2 separate regions of the Mus musculus genome follow, and region 1 is linked to region 2. The links are chromatin contacts, called in public promoter capture Hi-C maps. All regions are on one chromosome and are shown on one strand. The core of a region is the stretch at or near the end of the contact, and the rest is flanking DNA. Distances in the headings are between cores, read along the strand shown.

Region 1 (7,443 bases), core at 97-2,596, 260 kb after region 2:
GGTAAGCTGGGAAGACATTGGTTTCTCAGGCCCTAGCATAAATTTACACAAAGGTGGGAAAGATCCAATGACAGAGGCAGAGTAGCATCTAGAAAACAACACTAGGCTTGGAGCAGGGAGCCATAACTTCCCTTGTTAACCACACTAGGCACAGCACTTCTCCGGAGTAAGACCCAAGCATCTGCATGGCCGCCTTCAGGCACAAGGGACCTTACAGAGCCATTTCTATAATGTACGATGAGCAACGTCCGACGCCCAGAACACAAATCAATCCCTTACCCTCTGCACAGACAAGCAAACCTTGATGTCCTTTCTAAATAGCTCGTTTTTTTCAAATGGTTGTGAATTCAGCAAGCAAACCTAGATTAGACTGAGGCCAGGGTTCTCTGAATACCACTGACAAGCCTTGAGAACCAGGCAGGTCACTGCTGTCTTGGAATTGGATTTCTTTTATTTTCTTTTGTTAAGGCTTTTTCCCCGAGGTTTTTATTATGTGTAGGTATGTGTGTCTATGTGTGGGTGCAGTTGAGCACAGATGACTTGTGGGAACCAGAGGTGTCAGATCCTCTGGAGCTAGAGTTACAGATGGTTGTGAGCTACCTGGTGTGGGTGCTAAGCACTGATCCAGGTCTCTGGAAGAGCAGCCAGGTGTTCCTGGTCTAGTCGGTGGGCTTCTTAACTGTGCATGGGAGAAGCCTGCCCTAGGTTGCCCACAGGGCTTTGGTTAGCATCTTGTTTGATGGTCTAAGAAAGAATTTGCTGTTAACTATTCTATCAGTGTAAGCTACTTGGACACATTTGCCTGTGTTAAAACATGACTTCTGTACCTTCAGTTCCATAGGATAAAGACAACCGGAAGGGTTCCAAGGACCTTGGTGCAGGCTGGGAGGTGGGAATGAGCACTTTGGGGACAAGAGTCCTGTTTGGTCATCAGGTGTGACCCAAAGTCAAGTCTTTTCTGCAAGGATAGAAATCTAACGTCGTTCCAGAGAGGGAAGGACGTTAGGTCATCTACAACACGAAGAGATAAAAACGAGAGGAAGAGCAGAACCAGGCTCCATTAAGGGAAGAGATGGACAGCAAACGGCAGTTTGCCGACTACAGGATACTGTGGATTTTAATAACGTGGACATGAAAGAAGATTTTGTTTGCTCACAGGGAGGGGTCCTGCTCTTGCTTTAACAAAGCTCAATGTGTGTCCATTTTAAAGTTATCACCTGAACAGCTTTTTTTTTTTTTAACTATAGATAAGGTTAATTATTGGTAAACACTATTGCTTCATGACTTCAACAGATTACATCTTGAGACAAGAAGGTATAAGAGCTGCAGGACTCTAACGTAGGCCCACTCAAGCTGAAGAAGGCAGGGTTCTCGGAGTGTTGCTTCCAATCAGGTAATCTTCGCCGTAGCAGGGACAGGGGGCTTTCTGTGAACGCCTGTTATTCTCTGCTAGCTACCCAGTGGGTCAGAAACGACAAATCACAGCGTCATCGCTCCTGCTGGGGAGTTTGTTACAGTAATGTTTGATTTAAATTGTTAATTTTTACAAAATCATCATTATTAATGGATGTGCGGGGATGCACCCTTGCGTGCATGCGTGCGTGCGTGCGTGGCGAGCTTTGTGGAGTCAGTGCACTGTGAGCACTGTGAGCTCATCTTCACGTGGGTCCCAGGGATGGAACTCAGGTAAGTCATCCGGCTTGCACAGCAAGCCCCTTTACCTTCTGAGCCCTTTGCTTAGCCCTGGGTTCTGTGTTTTCTTGCTGCTCTGTTGAAAGAGAGTTAGTTGGCTTTGGCGTCCAGCAGTAGTGGGTTCCGTGGTGGTGTGAAACTGGTCGCTGTGAAACTTAGGGACCGTCACAGAAGAATCTCTCTCAATGGATGTCAGTTTGTTTGACCCTAAAGCGGTTCTGTTACTGACACTTGTCAGTGCAGTCTGATTGTGGAGGTCAAACGAGATGTTAGGGCCTCACCAGATGTTTAAGACTCATTCAGAGTAAGGGAAGAAATGCGGACCTCCTTCCTCCAGTCAGTCAGGCCTATAGTTGAGCCGCGCCATTGGCATTTCAAAGGACTTTGAAATCCCAGGGTACATTTGAAAGAACTCCTCAGCAAAAATAAATAAATAAATAAGTCAAGGTTCATATGATAATTTAAAAAACAATAAAAAAGCAAAGAAAAAGAAGGGGTGCCCCCTCTGTGAATGTCAGACCAAAGTGCTCACAGGGCTGCAGATTAGAGTTTCCAGAAGTCTCCATTTTAGTTACATCGGCCCTCCTAAGCCATCAATTATTTGATATTTTATTATTATTCTTTTATCATAAAGCATTGTTAAATAAGAACTCAATGAATTCTTCATTTATCATAGTTTTGTTTTTTGGAGATTTTTTGTTTGTTTTGTTTTTTGAAAACAACTATTGCTTAGAATTGTAGGAAAGCATAATTAAGAATGGAAGGGTGTGTGGGTGACTACACTAACCTAATACCACAGTGGTGGTTAATGTTTCTCATAGAAATTCCAAAGATTATAAAGGAGAGCATGCATAGGACAAAGGCATTTTAAAAACCTGAACATGACTTCTGTGAAGAGATCCAGCGAGGCCCAGAGCTCAGCACTTGGCAAAGGGGCAGGGACTACTTCGAGGAAGCAAACAGAAGTGGAGCTTTTGGGTGTCATGTTGAACCCCTACAGCTGTTGTTTGTCCCCCTTCAGAGTGGAAAAAAAATCATAAATGAGAGAAAATATGAACTGAGATACACTGTTAGTAACTTCACTAGGAGGTATAAATATACAAAAAGCAGTCTCACAAATCATCAAAAAGAAAAAATCCAACATGTAGAAAAATGTACGAAGCTATGAACTGATAAATCACAAACGAAATGTTAAAAAGTGTATCATTTTTATTTATATAATTTACAAGTAGATAAAAATTATATCACTTATGCTCCATTTTGTTGGTAGCTTTTAAATAGGGGCAAAAATGTCTTTTTAAATACCAAACTGAGTAAAAAGCACTTTCTGACAAACTTTAGCATCATGGAGTAGGAGGGCAGCAGTCTTGAGTTCCCACGAAGGAGTGAGCAGGCAAGCCTGCCAGGAGACAGCGGCCTTCCTCTGCAAACGCAGCAGAACACGTGGGTTCACACCAAACAGAAGAGAAAGCAGGCAAAGAGCCTGGCTGCAAGAACGTTCTTTGTAGCCGGCTTGGTACCAGGCAGGGTGACTCTAGGCTCTGCAGGCTCTTGCCCAAACTGCTTGTCTCTGGGAGATGAATCACTTCTTATCTCCTGGTCTGTGTTGATGTTTTAATGACTTATAAGTTTTTTGATAATGAAAGAGGAGACCAGCAAAGATTCTTTTTTTTTTTCCTTTTCTTTGTTTTAAGTGATGTAACCAAGGTTTAAGAGTCAGAGCTGGTGACATGAGCTAATGACTCCCAGTCCCTCTAAACCCAATGCTTTCTTATCTGTAACTGTATTGGAGCCATCTGTTTACCTTCAACATTAAAAAAAAAAAAAAAAAATCCCAGTGTTGGAATCCCTTTCTTTCATTTACTGGACTTGAGGAGGCCTAGTATCCCCTGTGAGAAAACGTGCCCAGGTCGCCCTCTGCTGACTGTCCTGGAGACAACTCGGGAACTCTGGGTAGTTCAGGAACTGCTCAACACTTCTGCCCCTGTCCTTAGGACTCTGGCATTGGTCCAGAGGGCTTGCAGGGAAAAATAAAATTCCACAATGTCTGCAATCCCTACATTAAACTTGAGATTATCTTCATTGTAAAATGCTAATCTACCTGACAGTATTTTGACGTGGTAGCTAAATCCCAGCATCTTTCTCACTGCTCCAGATTGCAGGTCTAGGAGAATCCAGAAAAAAGAGAAGAAAAGAAAAGAAAAAAACTGGAACGGGCTCTGAGGGCCTTGAAATCAAAGCATTGAAGTATCATCTCCATCGAAAGAGGAAGATGGCTTCCAAAGGCGTGCGGCTACTCTTACTGCTGAGCTGGGTAGCTGGCCCCGAAGTCCTGAGCGGTAAGTTCAGTCAGTTATTGGAAGGCAGCCACAGGTAGTAAGTACACAGTGCACATAGTATGCCATCCACTCACCTGCCCAGGCATTCCAGGAAAGCATATCAAGATGAGAATGCAAAATCAGGTGGCCGTCAGAGAAGAGCCAGTCTGAGACGGTTGGAAGCCACCCTTAAGTCAAGGGTTGCAGAATAAAGATTTTGAGTTTGTTGTGAGCGATAGAGAGCCTGTTTCAAGAAGCCAACAGGCCTCAGGCTGTCTGTAGCTCATAGCTATAATCACAATGTCCAACCATTTATGCACTGTTCTCGTGTTTGAGCATATTACAAAGTCCTGTTTACCAGGGACCTGCAAAGCTAGTTAGAGAGATGACTATTGTACACTCATAGCACAAGGACAGGGAGCGTGCCAGGGACACTGTGGAATCTGCAGCAGAGAAAGGAGGATGAAGAAGGTTTGAGTGTGTTGAGGAGAACCACCACGGACTATCCGGGATGGAAAGAGATGCAATGTGGGGTCCTCTGATATAAATGCTCCGTTGAATCTGAGAATGACAAAAGTCACACTGATGCCCAGCTCCTAGCTTGGTCATCTCCCACAGTACCCCACAACCTCACTGGGAGTTGGAGGAGGCAGGACCTCTGAGAAACAAGAGTTGCTTGTTTGAGCATTAGTTCTGTCGAGGGAAGAGGCCACTAAAAAGATCTGCTGAGGCCTAGAAGTTCTCGAATGGACTTTGCCAAGGGGATGAATGAATGCAAGGAAGTGTGGGGAGAGGTGGAGCTTTTGGGGCATCGGTTGAAGGCTGTGTTTTTGCCGTGGCCTACCCTCCACGTGGCCTTGTATGATACTCTGCCCCTGACTCCACACTTGTCTCAGCTACCAGCTCTCTGTGTCTGATTTCTCAGGACCCAGGGAATTCAGCCACTGCCCCTGCACCCTGCAAGAATGCAGAGAACACTGGAAACTGTCCCCAGTCCCTGCTGCCTTACAGCCGTGTCTGTATGCTCCTTGGGGGCTGCCCTGACCTCTGGCTTCCTTTAAGAGCTTGACACTGACCCTGGCTATCTTCTGGAGAATGAGATAAGACTTCCCAACCTCTTCCCAGGACTTCACTAATCTCCTTGGGTCTCTCCCCAGGAGGAGACTAGAGCCAAAACATATAGCACGGGTCCTTCCATGGCTCTTTTCCAGACAGATCTTCCTCCCAGCTGTAGAAAACCTTTTTGTTTATTGCTGCATTCATGAGAACTGTGCTTAGGACAGATCCCATATATATATATTTGCACAAAAGCTTGTGGAAAAAAAAAGTCTAATCTTGCATTTAAAGTAGATGTGGAGAGCTTAGAAACTGATTTTTTTTCTTTCAACGGAGGCTGATGGCCAACATCATAGCTCTGTTGTCTGAGCAATGGCTCCTTGCCCTGGCCTGTGGGGCTCAATGAAGAGAAACAGAGAGACATTTAGACACAATGAAAACTGCACTGGCTAATATTTTTCAGAAATACTCCACCTTGTTATCATAACAATGGTGCTGGTTTCTCACAGCTACAATTCTAGCTGAGTCTGGTTCTGCATGTCTGGAATTTTGGCTACTCAGGAGAACAGTGCAGCATGACCTCAGAGCCCTGACCTGCCTGGGCGACACAGAGTTCAAGGCCAGTCTTGGAAGCTTAAACAGGCTCTGCTTCAGGTTTAAAAGAGAAAAGAAGAGAAAAGAAAAGAAAAGGAAAGGAAAAGGAAAAGAAAAGAAGCCTAGGGCTAGCCTGTAGATCTACAGCTCTGTGGCAGGACTTTCCCACCATGCACCAGACCAGTCCCCAGTATCACACAAGAAAGCTATAGTTCTAACCAGCTGTCATTTATTTAGCAATTATTTTGTGCTAGGCGGCGTGCTAACCACTGTGTTTGCATTAGGTATGCATTATCCCACCAGCTCTCCAGGCAACCCTGTGGGGAAAGTGTACATCAGTTCACTGTGCAGACAAGAAGTCAGAGTTGTACGAAGGTTAGGAGATTAGAAAGACCACTAAAGATAGAGAGCCTGGTGCGAGGACCTGTCTCTTGTCACCCCATGTGCAGCAATGAGGAGACTTGGCACCTGTGGCAGAGATGTGAAAAGACTCTAGGCTGCTGAGAACGCAGCGGCTCCTCAGAAGTCCCACTCCACTCCTGTCTCGTGGCCTTAACAGGTTTTCTTGTCCGTACCACGAGTGCCCATTCCCATCTGTCTGAGACAGTCTGGCTATTAAGTAGGACAGCCCGAATAAATATGAGTGGCTTGCAGGTTTTTGTTTTTTAAACATAGCTTGAGCATGACTAAGCCGGCTAGAGTCCCAACTCAGAGCCACACTGTCTAGACCATAGCTTCTCTTTTTCTTATTTGCTGTGGGAGTGTGAGGCGCAACAACTTCTTTCTGCCTCGTTTCCTCATCTGGGACGTGGTGGCAATATCAGGAACTATATAATGGGGGTGAGGGTGGGTTCTAGAGTATAAACTGCCCAGAGAAGGACCTGGTACCAAGGAATGCTGGGTAAACCCGAGGCACAACGGCGCATGGCCTCAGTTGGAAGCATTTCTAAGTGTTCCCACCAGGGGGCGCATGTCGGTAGCTGCAACAATGCAAGGCTAAGGTGAGAAAGAACGATGGAGAAAAGCAGAGGGGAGGAAAGAATCGAGGAGGAGCGCACAAAGGCACGGAGAAAAACAAAAGAGATAGGCGAATTGAAAATACGCCATGGGCTGAGGTCTTGGGTTGAATAAAAAAGAAAAAAATAAGTTGAATGTCAATATCTATCTGACTGTGGCTGCTGACCGGATACAACATGACCGCCACCGCTACCTCTTGCTCCTGCAGCGTTGCCCTTCCTGCTTTGAAGGATCGAATCCCGCCAAGCTACAAACCAAATAAACCCCTTTCTCCTCCAGCTGCATTTGTCAGGTATCTGGTCACAGCTGTGAGAAAAAGATGACCAATACGCGTTCCTTCCCATTTGTTAGCTCAGTGATTATCCTTCACTCACAGATCTGCTCACACACACAATAGAGCTAAATCTGTAAGAGCCTCGTGCTCCAGATCAGCTGGCACTGGTGCCTGGGAGATTGTAGCTAGAGAGGGCAAGAAGATGGAGCCAAGAAAGCACTTCAGTGCTAAGGAGCTGGCAGCAAGGCTCAGTTGGTAGAAGGTGTGCCTAGCTTGCATGAAAACCTGGCTTTGACCCTCCACTGTTTTGTAAAATCAAATGATGGCAATGCCTATACTCTCAGCACAAGGAGCCACAGGCAGGAGAGTCAGAGGTTCAAAGTCATCCTCAGCTACTTTGTGAGTTCAAGGCCAGTCTGGGCTGCATGAGACTTTGTTTCAAAGGAAAGAAAAGGGAGGGGGGAAAGAGAGAGATGGAGGGGGGAGTTGACA
Region 2 (7,194 bases), core at 1,389-3,888:
GGGCAGCTGAGAAGGAAAGAGGGGCCAAGATAAAGTAGGAATTCTAGCCAGGAATGCAAGCAGCCCCTTCCTCATTTCACTCTGGAGAAGCTCTGGGAAGTGCAGTAAACCCCATAACTTACTATCCTTTTCCACAGCCGAGGGAAATTGCTCTTTCCCAAGGGTGGGGGTTGTGTCTACGGTGAGCCGTGGTGAGCCGCTCTTCTCTGAGGTCTGTTGAGGAAGATGTTACCAAAATGTGTAGCCTAGCCTCTAGTTCATCTCATCAGGAGAAAAACCGTCTGGACCCTCCTGCTTATTTGTGGGTTGTTTTGCCCCACCCCCTCTACACAGCCCTATTTCTCTCTAGCTTCACTCTAAGGAAAAGTTAAGTCCCCACAAGACTCATTCACAGACCCAATGCTTTATGGAAGTCCCCAATGTCTTTCTCCCATTCAGTGTCTCCTTCCTTCCTCAAGATAACGTGGGAGCTTTGGGTATATCACTAGTCAGCCAATAGCAAAGACTGGTCTCTTACAAAGAGAGGAGCTCTCTTACAAAGAAGCTCTGGCATATGGTTGCAGAGGCTCAAGTCTGAGGGTCCACCTGGTGATGCCAGAGGCCCAGGTTAATACAGGTCATCACTTGGGAAGAAACAAGAGTACATGTGTTTGTGTCTGGCAGCTCTCCCCTTTTTTATTTTATTTTATTTTATTTTATTTTATTTTTTTATTTATTGATTGATTTATTTGGTTTTTTTCGAGACAGGGTTTCTCTGTACAGCCCTGGCTGTCCTGGAACTCACTTTGTAGACCAGGTTGGCCTCGAACCCAGATATCTGACTGCCTCTGCCTCCCAAGTGCTGGGATTAAAGGCATGTGCCACCACCGTCCGGCCCTCTTTTTTTTTATTACAAAATATTTTTAAAGATTATTTTTAACTATACAGATGGGGGTGCATGAGTGCAGGCACCCACAGAGGCATCAGGCAGTTGTGAGCCAGGGAACCTAACGCCTGTCCTCTGTAAGGGCAATGTGCAGTTTAATGACTGAGCCATCTCTCCAGCCCCTTCTCTTCCTTTCATAAAGTCACCAAGAGTCAGCCCTGGCGGCTCTATCTGTCTAATTTTAATCCTCCCCAAAAGTCCCACCTCTAAAGTCCATAGTGGGATTAAGTTTCTTCAGCCTTAATACATCACAACGGGGTTTAATTTCAACACACGGAGCTTGGGAGAGACTGGAGCCAAATGCAAGCCGCAGCAACAGGAAGCATTTATAACGTTAAGTAAGCAAAAGAACAGGGCACAAAAACCTGTGTGCAGATTATCGTTCTCATTGTGTAAAAGTCAGTAAATGAACAAAAATTTATGAACCTGTAAGGAAAATGAGATTAGAGGAAATAAAATAATGAGCTGGTAAGATGAAAGAATTGTGGGGTTTTGTTTTTTTGTCTAAGATTTATTTATTTATTTTATGTGCACACACTGTGGTTCTCTTCAGACACACCAGAAGAGGGCATCAGATCCTATTACAGATGGTTGTGAGCCACCATGAGGTTGCTGGGATTTGAACTCAGGACCTCTGGAAGAGCAGTCAGTGCTCTTAACAGCTGAGCCTTCTCTCCACCCCCTCCCTTTTTTTTTTTTTTATTCTTCATGCTCTTTTTTTTGGGGGGGGGGGTTTCAAGACAGGGTTTCTTTGTATAATCCTGGCTGTCCTGGAACTCACTTTGTAGACCAGGCTGGCCTCGAACTCAGAAATCCGCCTGCCTTTTGCCTCCCGAGTGCTGGGATTAAAGGTGTGTGCCACCACTGCCCGGCTCTTCATGTTCTTAATGTTTTTTATTTAAATAATTTTGAGGGATTTTGCTTGTTTTGGTTTTGTTTTTTAAAAAGGAGGTCTTACTATGTAGCCCAGGGTTGGCTTCAAACTCATACTCTTCCTGCCTGGGCTTCATGAGTTTACAGATGTGAGATCACAAGCGTTGCACTACTATACCTGAATAGCTCCCTTAGAAAATTAATGTAATAAAACATTCTCTTGTAATTTAGGAAGAGACTTGTTACAATGGGGTCAGGACAAAATTAGTAATAACAACTGCTGAAAGGAACAGAGTGGAGAAGCCTGTTGTTGATAAGGTGATGTGGATGTGAACTTGTGAATCATTCTGCTTGTGTGTGAGCTGATGTTGAGATCTGATCCACGAACCCTTAGGGAAGGCACAAAGCCACTCCTCACCCTCGCCATTCACAAAAGGGAGGGAGGAAGACTTCAGACATGGTAGGCAGTCATGAGCTGGTAGAGGTACTAAGTTTGGGGGCTTCTAGCATGCTTCAAGGATGGAGCACTGCAACTGTGTTACCATTTATTTTTAGAAGTTCTGTCCTCGGGAGGCGGGCATACTGTTCACCTCTCACTGAATTAGCTGTGTTCCACGCAGCCTTTGGACATCTTTCTGCTGTAGCAGCAATCGGATCAAAGCACGTGTCAGAAAGAGAAGTGAAAAACACCAGATGTGAGCGAAACCACAGGGGGAGTTTTCAGCCAGGCGGTGTACACCGGATGACCCCGTTTGGAATGTGGCCCAGGACCGGGATAGACAGACCAGCAAAGGATGAGACAGGACACACAGCCGTTATTGATCCCGATTGGAGCCAAATGTGGTTAACTTGGTCTATGACCTTGCTCAAGTCATTGACCTCTACATGACTTTCACCATCTGGGCAACACATGGGCTGCTCATTTCCTTTCAGGAAAAACTCATGGCAACCATGTTAGTCACAAGAAGTAAGAAGGAAGCAGGACCTGGTGACCCGGTGGGTGGTGACATATTATACCCGAGCACATGAATACCACAATATGGACGTGTAGGTATGAATTTTATGAGAAAAGTGTGTATGAAAATACAGGATTAAAGACCGTGCCTCATTAGTTCAAAAGTAAATAATCTTAATATTGACAATCGAAGGGTGTAACAGGACTTTTTGTTTTTTAGTCTTTCTTTGCCTAAGGTGCTTCAGAAATCCAAGGGTCAGACTAAAGCCCTAGCCTGGCACATATTTAGGGAAGTAAATGTTAGTAGAGAATGGAGCTTACTCCAAATTCTTACTCTTTGCCACTTAGATGCTGTGTGCCCTTGCAGAAGTGATAGTTGTGAATGTCAGGTTCCTACTCTACTATACGAGGCCAATACTAAGATATACCTCATGGGCTTGTGAAGGCTGAATAAAGTAATAAACCAAAAGAGAGGAGGAGAATGCTGGGTATGCGTTTGTTATTATTATCCAATAAGAATAAAGCTCTGCTTTAAAAAAAAAAAAAAAACAACTTTTTTTTTTCTAAATCTTGGGGAGTTGAACCTTGGACCTCATGCATGTTCACTAAGTACCATAATGGAGGCCTGCTCTTTTCTGAGGGGACATGAAGAAGCAGTAGATCTGAGGTAGAGAGAAGGTGTGGGGAGGGGGGTTTTGAGAGGAGGGGGAGAGGGGAGGCTTCTGCTCTTGGGATGTATTACATGAGAGAAGAAGAACAACGACAGAAGAATCTTTCCTATCTTACTCATCTGTGCAGAACACTGGTCCCTCTAGACTTTAAACTAAGCTTTAGTCACTAGGCATCAAAGTCATTTTGTTCATCTATTCCTGTCTCAGCTCCTCTGAGTCAGGTTGATGCCACAGCAGAAGTCTCTGAAGCATCCGTGAGTCCTCTGCCCTTTCACCCATGAGCCTCTGATGTATCAGGATGCCCTGTCACCACTAAGGCTTAAAAAGTCTGATTTTTTTCTCTCTCTTTAATAGGATAGCTCACAGCCAAGACCTCAGGGAGACACATGAGGAATGAGGAAGAGGAATCCTGATCCAGAGATGAATTACTGCCTCCTCCAACCCTTCAAGGTGGCAGAAGGCTATGGTACCAAGTCCAGGAGCCAACGTGCTGGAATTCATCTTGGGTCTCCTACTGAGGAAATGGCTCTACATAAGAATATGGGAGAGGAAAACCCAAAGTGGGCCCATGAGAAACTCGATAGTTAAGCTTCAGGCCTGTTGGGGAATGATGGACAGACCTTTCAGAGCTTCTGAAAGTTGGGGATCACATTTCCTAAAGATACAACAGGAAATTGATTCCAAACAGCAGAAAGAAGTACAGGGAATCATGGAATTGGCCTGGTCTAGCTGTCTTGAGAGGTGTGGGTCGTGGAGTTTTCAGGTTAGGGTCTGTGGCTTCTGGGGCACTATGTGCCTTTCAATTCCTGAGAAACTGAGTCACTCCCTCGGGTAGTGAAACATTCATGCCAACTGTATTCTCTGTATCCCAAAGAAATCAGTGAAGCATATAAGAAGGCTGGACAATTAGTCTTAGACATTAATCTTGTGTGCAATCATTGTATCCTGGCAGTTATAATTCTATTCTTCTTTGTAGCTGCCATTATATTCTGTATCTGATAAGGGTATAAAAAGTCTGATTGCTTGCAATAAACTTGTCTCAACCTTAGGTTTTCGGAGACCCCTTCAACCTGAGCCTGATTTTCATTCCCACTGACCATTTCAGGAGACCCTGGTTTGGTAAATAAGCCCTTTCCAAGTGTACTCTTTAAAAATATACTTATTTATTTTTAATTGTGTGCACATGTGTATATGTATATGCATGCGTGACTGCAGGTATGCTTGGAGTTCAGAAGAGCACATCAGATCCTCCTGTAGCTAGAGTTATAGGCAGTTGTGACCTCCCTGATGTGGGTGCTAGAAACTGATCCTGGGACTTCTGCAAGATCAGTAGACACTCTTGATCAATGAACCATCTCTAGCCCCACAGACACTCTTGACTTCCACCCCTGCCGTACATGGTTATGTGAATCAGGGGAAGAAAGGCAATGTTTCATTGCCAAGTCAGTAGCTTGTAACCCCTGGGGCCTGTGTTGCTTCTATGCTCTGATCCTGTGTGGATTAGAATCTATAAAGTATATCTATCTTAGTCACTGTTCTATTGCTGTGAAGAGGCACCATGACCAAGGCAACTCATAAAAGAAAGCTTTTGATTCAGGGCTTGCTTACAGTTTCAGAGGCTTAGTCCATTATCATCATCATGAGGATGGACATGGGGCTAGAGCAGTAGCTGAGAGTTACATCCTGATCTGTAGGCAGAGAGAGAGAGAGAGAGAGAGAGAGAGAGAGAGAGAGAGAGAGAGAGCAGAGACAGAGAGAGAGAGAGAGTAGAGACAGACAGACAGAGACAGAGAGAGAGGCTAGGCCTGGTGTGAGCTTCTGAAACCTCAAAGCCTCGCCCTAGTGACATATTCCCCTACAAGGCCACGTGTACTACAAGGCCACACCTCCTAACCCTTCTAAACTTCTCAAAGAGAGTCACTCCCTGATGACTAAGCATTCAAATCTATGAGCCTATGGCAGCCAGTTTTATTCAAAGTACCACCATATCCTTGTGAGCTACCAATTAACACTGTTAAATAAATGAAAACTGATGGAATATTAAACTCTTGGGCAAGGATACAAAAGACTGTCCCAGAATTTTTTTCTTTTTAGTTGGAAAAACATGTCAGATGTAAGTATTTTATTTTAATCGATGGGAAGAAGAAGAAGGAGAAGGAGAAGAAGAGGAGGAGGAGGAGGAGAAGAAGATCCTTCTTTATATTTTCAAGGTCTACAACTGATACAATTAGTGAGTAAGGGCTGAGATGAGTCTTCTAGGGACTTCAACCTACACACAGAACCCAAGGCACCGCAGAGAGAATGGATGACTAGTTCGCACTTAAAACTTGGACTTAGAAGGTCCTTGACTCAAATTCCATCTCAAGTTCCTGTTTAATGCTGTTGAAGTCTGGGCAAACACAGCAGGCATGATTATCTATCTTCCCATTTGTACAACACAGATAAGCATTCCTACCTAGCAGGGTTCTTAGTATTAAACAAAGTGATATGATTGAAGGCACTTAGCAGGATAGGTACTCCATAAACCTGCCATTCCTCTTTTCATTTAGAGATAAGGGCAGAGCCTGGAAGCCTGGGGACCCATGGTCAGCCACTGTCTCTCCCAGATCAAAGCCCTGCTTCCCTGACTTCTAGTTTATCTGTGTTTCCACCGGTTTCAGAATGAGAGCTGTAGTGAAGACAGTTAAAACTGTGTTAATTGGTGGTTCCCTGATGCTGGAGGGGATGAAATAAGACAGAGGCATAAAAAGCAGATGCCTCCTAGGCTCACACAAGGTATTTGCCCAACTTTCCAGAGTTTACACAGCCTGAGCACACACCTACCGTGGTAGGGAAGTGGCAGAGTGGTGCCAATATGGGATTATGATCATATCACATCAACCCACAAAGTAAATAATCCTCCTATCCACAAATGAAGTGGGTGTGATGAAGCATGCCCTCCCCCATCTGGGTCTCCTAGGGTCATCCCGTATCTGCTTTTCCAGAAGGTTCAACAGAAATCTTTTTGTTGGAATTCTGAACTTACAGAGATACACATTTGGCAGAGAGATGCAGAGAAATTAAAGAGGATTTACAAAAGAAATCATTAGAGGCCTGAATGTTACTCCAGGGTGAGCTTGGCTCTCTGTGGGAATAAGAGTCTAGGCCAGACTTGGTGCCTGACAGTTCCCCAGTGTGGCCAGGAACTAGATGGGGATCTGCTCTGAGTATCTGCTCTGAATATCTGCTCTGTCATCTATGAACTAGCATCAACTAGCAACGTAGCACACACTGAGTGCAAGGCACCTCTAAAGTTTTCTTTTATCTTGGAGGGACCTGCAGGGGATATGCAGTAGTCCTCTTGTTTACAGATGGAGAGGTGGAGGTGGAGAGATATTGTGACTCACACAGCTTCAATCAACTGCTGAAAAATACTGACTGTTCTGCATCCAGATTATAGCTAACCCCTAGGCTATTCTACCTAACATGTGAGGGGAAAGCGGTTGCTGAAGCTCAGAGTCCTTTGAAAGATTTTAGGCAGATGTTGGCTCCAATCACTCAGAGAGAATATCCTTGCGCAGAACACTTGTGTTTAAACTCCGGTTCTGCTCACTGACTCTCTTAGTCATTGCCTCCCTCTGATCTATGAGTATCAAACTACAGTTGTCTTTCATCTACTCTGTGTTTGCTGTCTGTGCTCCAACACGTGCTACTTCTTGCCAGCAGGGATGTGAATGGAAGAAGCCATGTTCTCGCTCTCTGTCTCTGTCTGTCTCTGTCTCTTTCGTGCT

Evidence for each region. Promoter capture Hi-C pulls out the DNA fragments that hold promoters and counts their contacts.
Region 1: a contact with region 2 is called in a promoter capture Hi-C map of liver. The contact joins the promoter of Reg4 here to the enhancer-like site in region 2. A contact is called at or near these places in 13 of 39 promoter capture datasets (the C10 cell line, HPC-7-derived erythroid cells, cranial neural crest and 8 more), 1 of 15 datasets of contacts at CTCF or cohesin (the NIH/3T3 cell line), 1 of 484 Hi-C or Micro-C datasets (cortical neurons), 1 of 115 datasets of contacts at active chromatin or transcription factors (embryonic stem cells) and 4 of 9 other capture datasets (adipose tissue, embryonic stem cells, liver and 1 more).

Annotation. Positions count from the first base shown.
Region 1 is chr3:98,220,810-98,228,252 of GRCm38.p6, forward strand. It overlaps Reg4 (regenerating islet-derived family, member 4), which reads left to right and starts at 1,347. Exons shown (of 6, transcript NM_026328.2): 1 at 1,347-1,393; 2 at 3,848-4,031. The coding sequence starts at 3,965.
Region 2 is chr3:97,962,528-97,969,721 of GRCm38.p6, forward strand. It overlaps Gm5544 (predicted gene 5544), which reads left to right. Exons shown (of 2, transcript NM_001033779.2): 2 at 3,779-4,491. The coding sequence starts at 3,888. The coding sequence ends at 4,259. Among named protein-coding and RNA genes, the nearest start is that of Gm5544, 36 kb to the left of the region's middle. Within about 2 kb of position 2,639, at least 71 of the 459 cell types and tissues checked have an H3K27ac peak or open chromatin away from gene starts, as enhancers often do. A contact at or near this core is called in adipose tissue and liver, where this site is marked.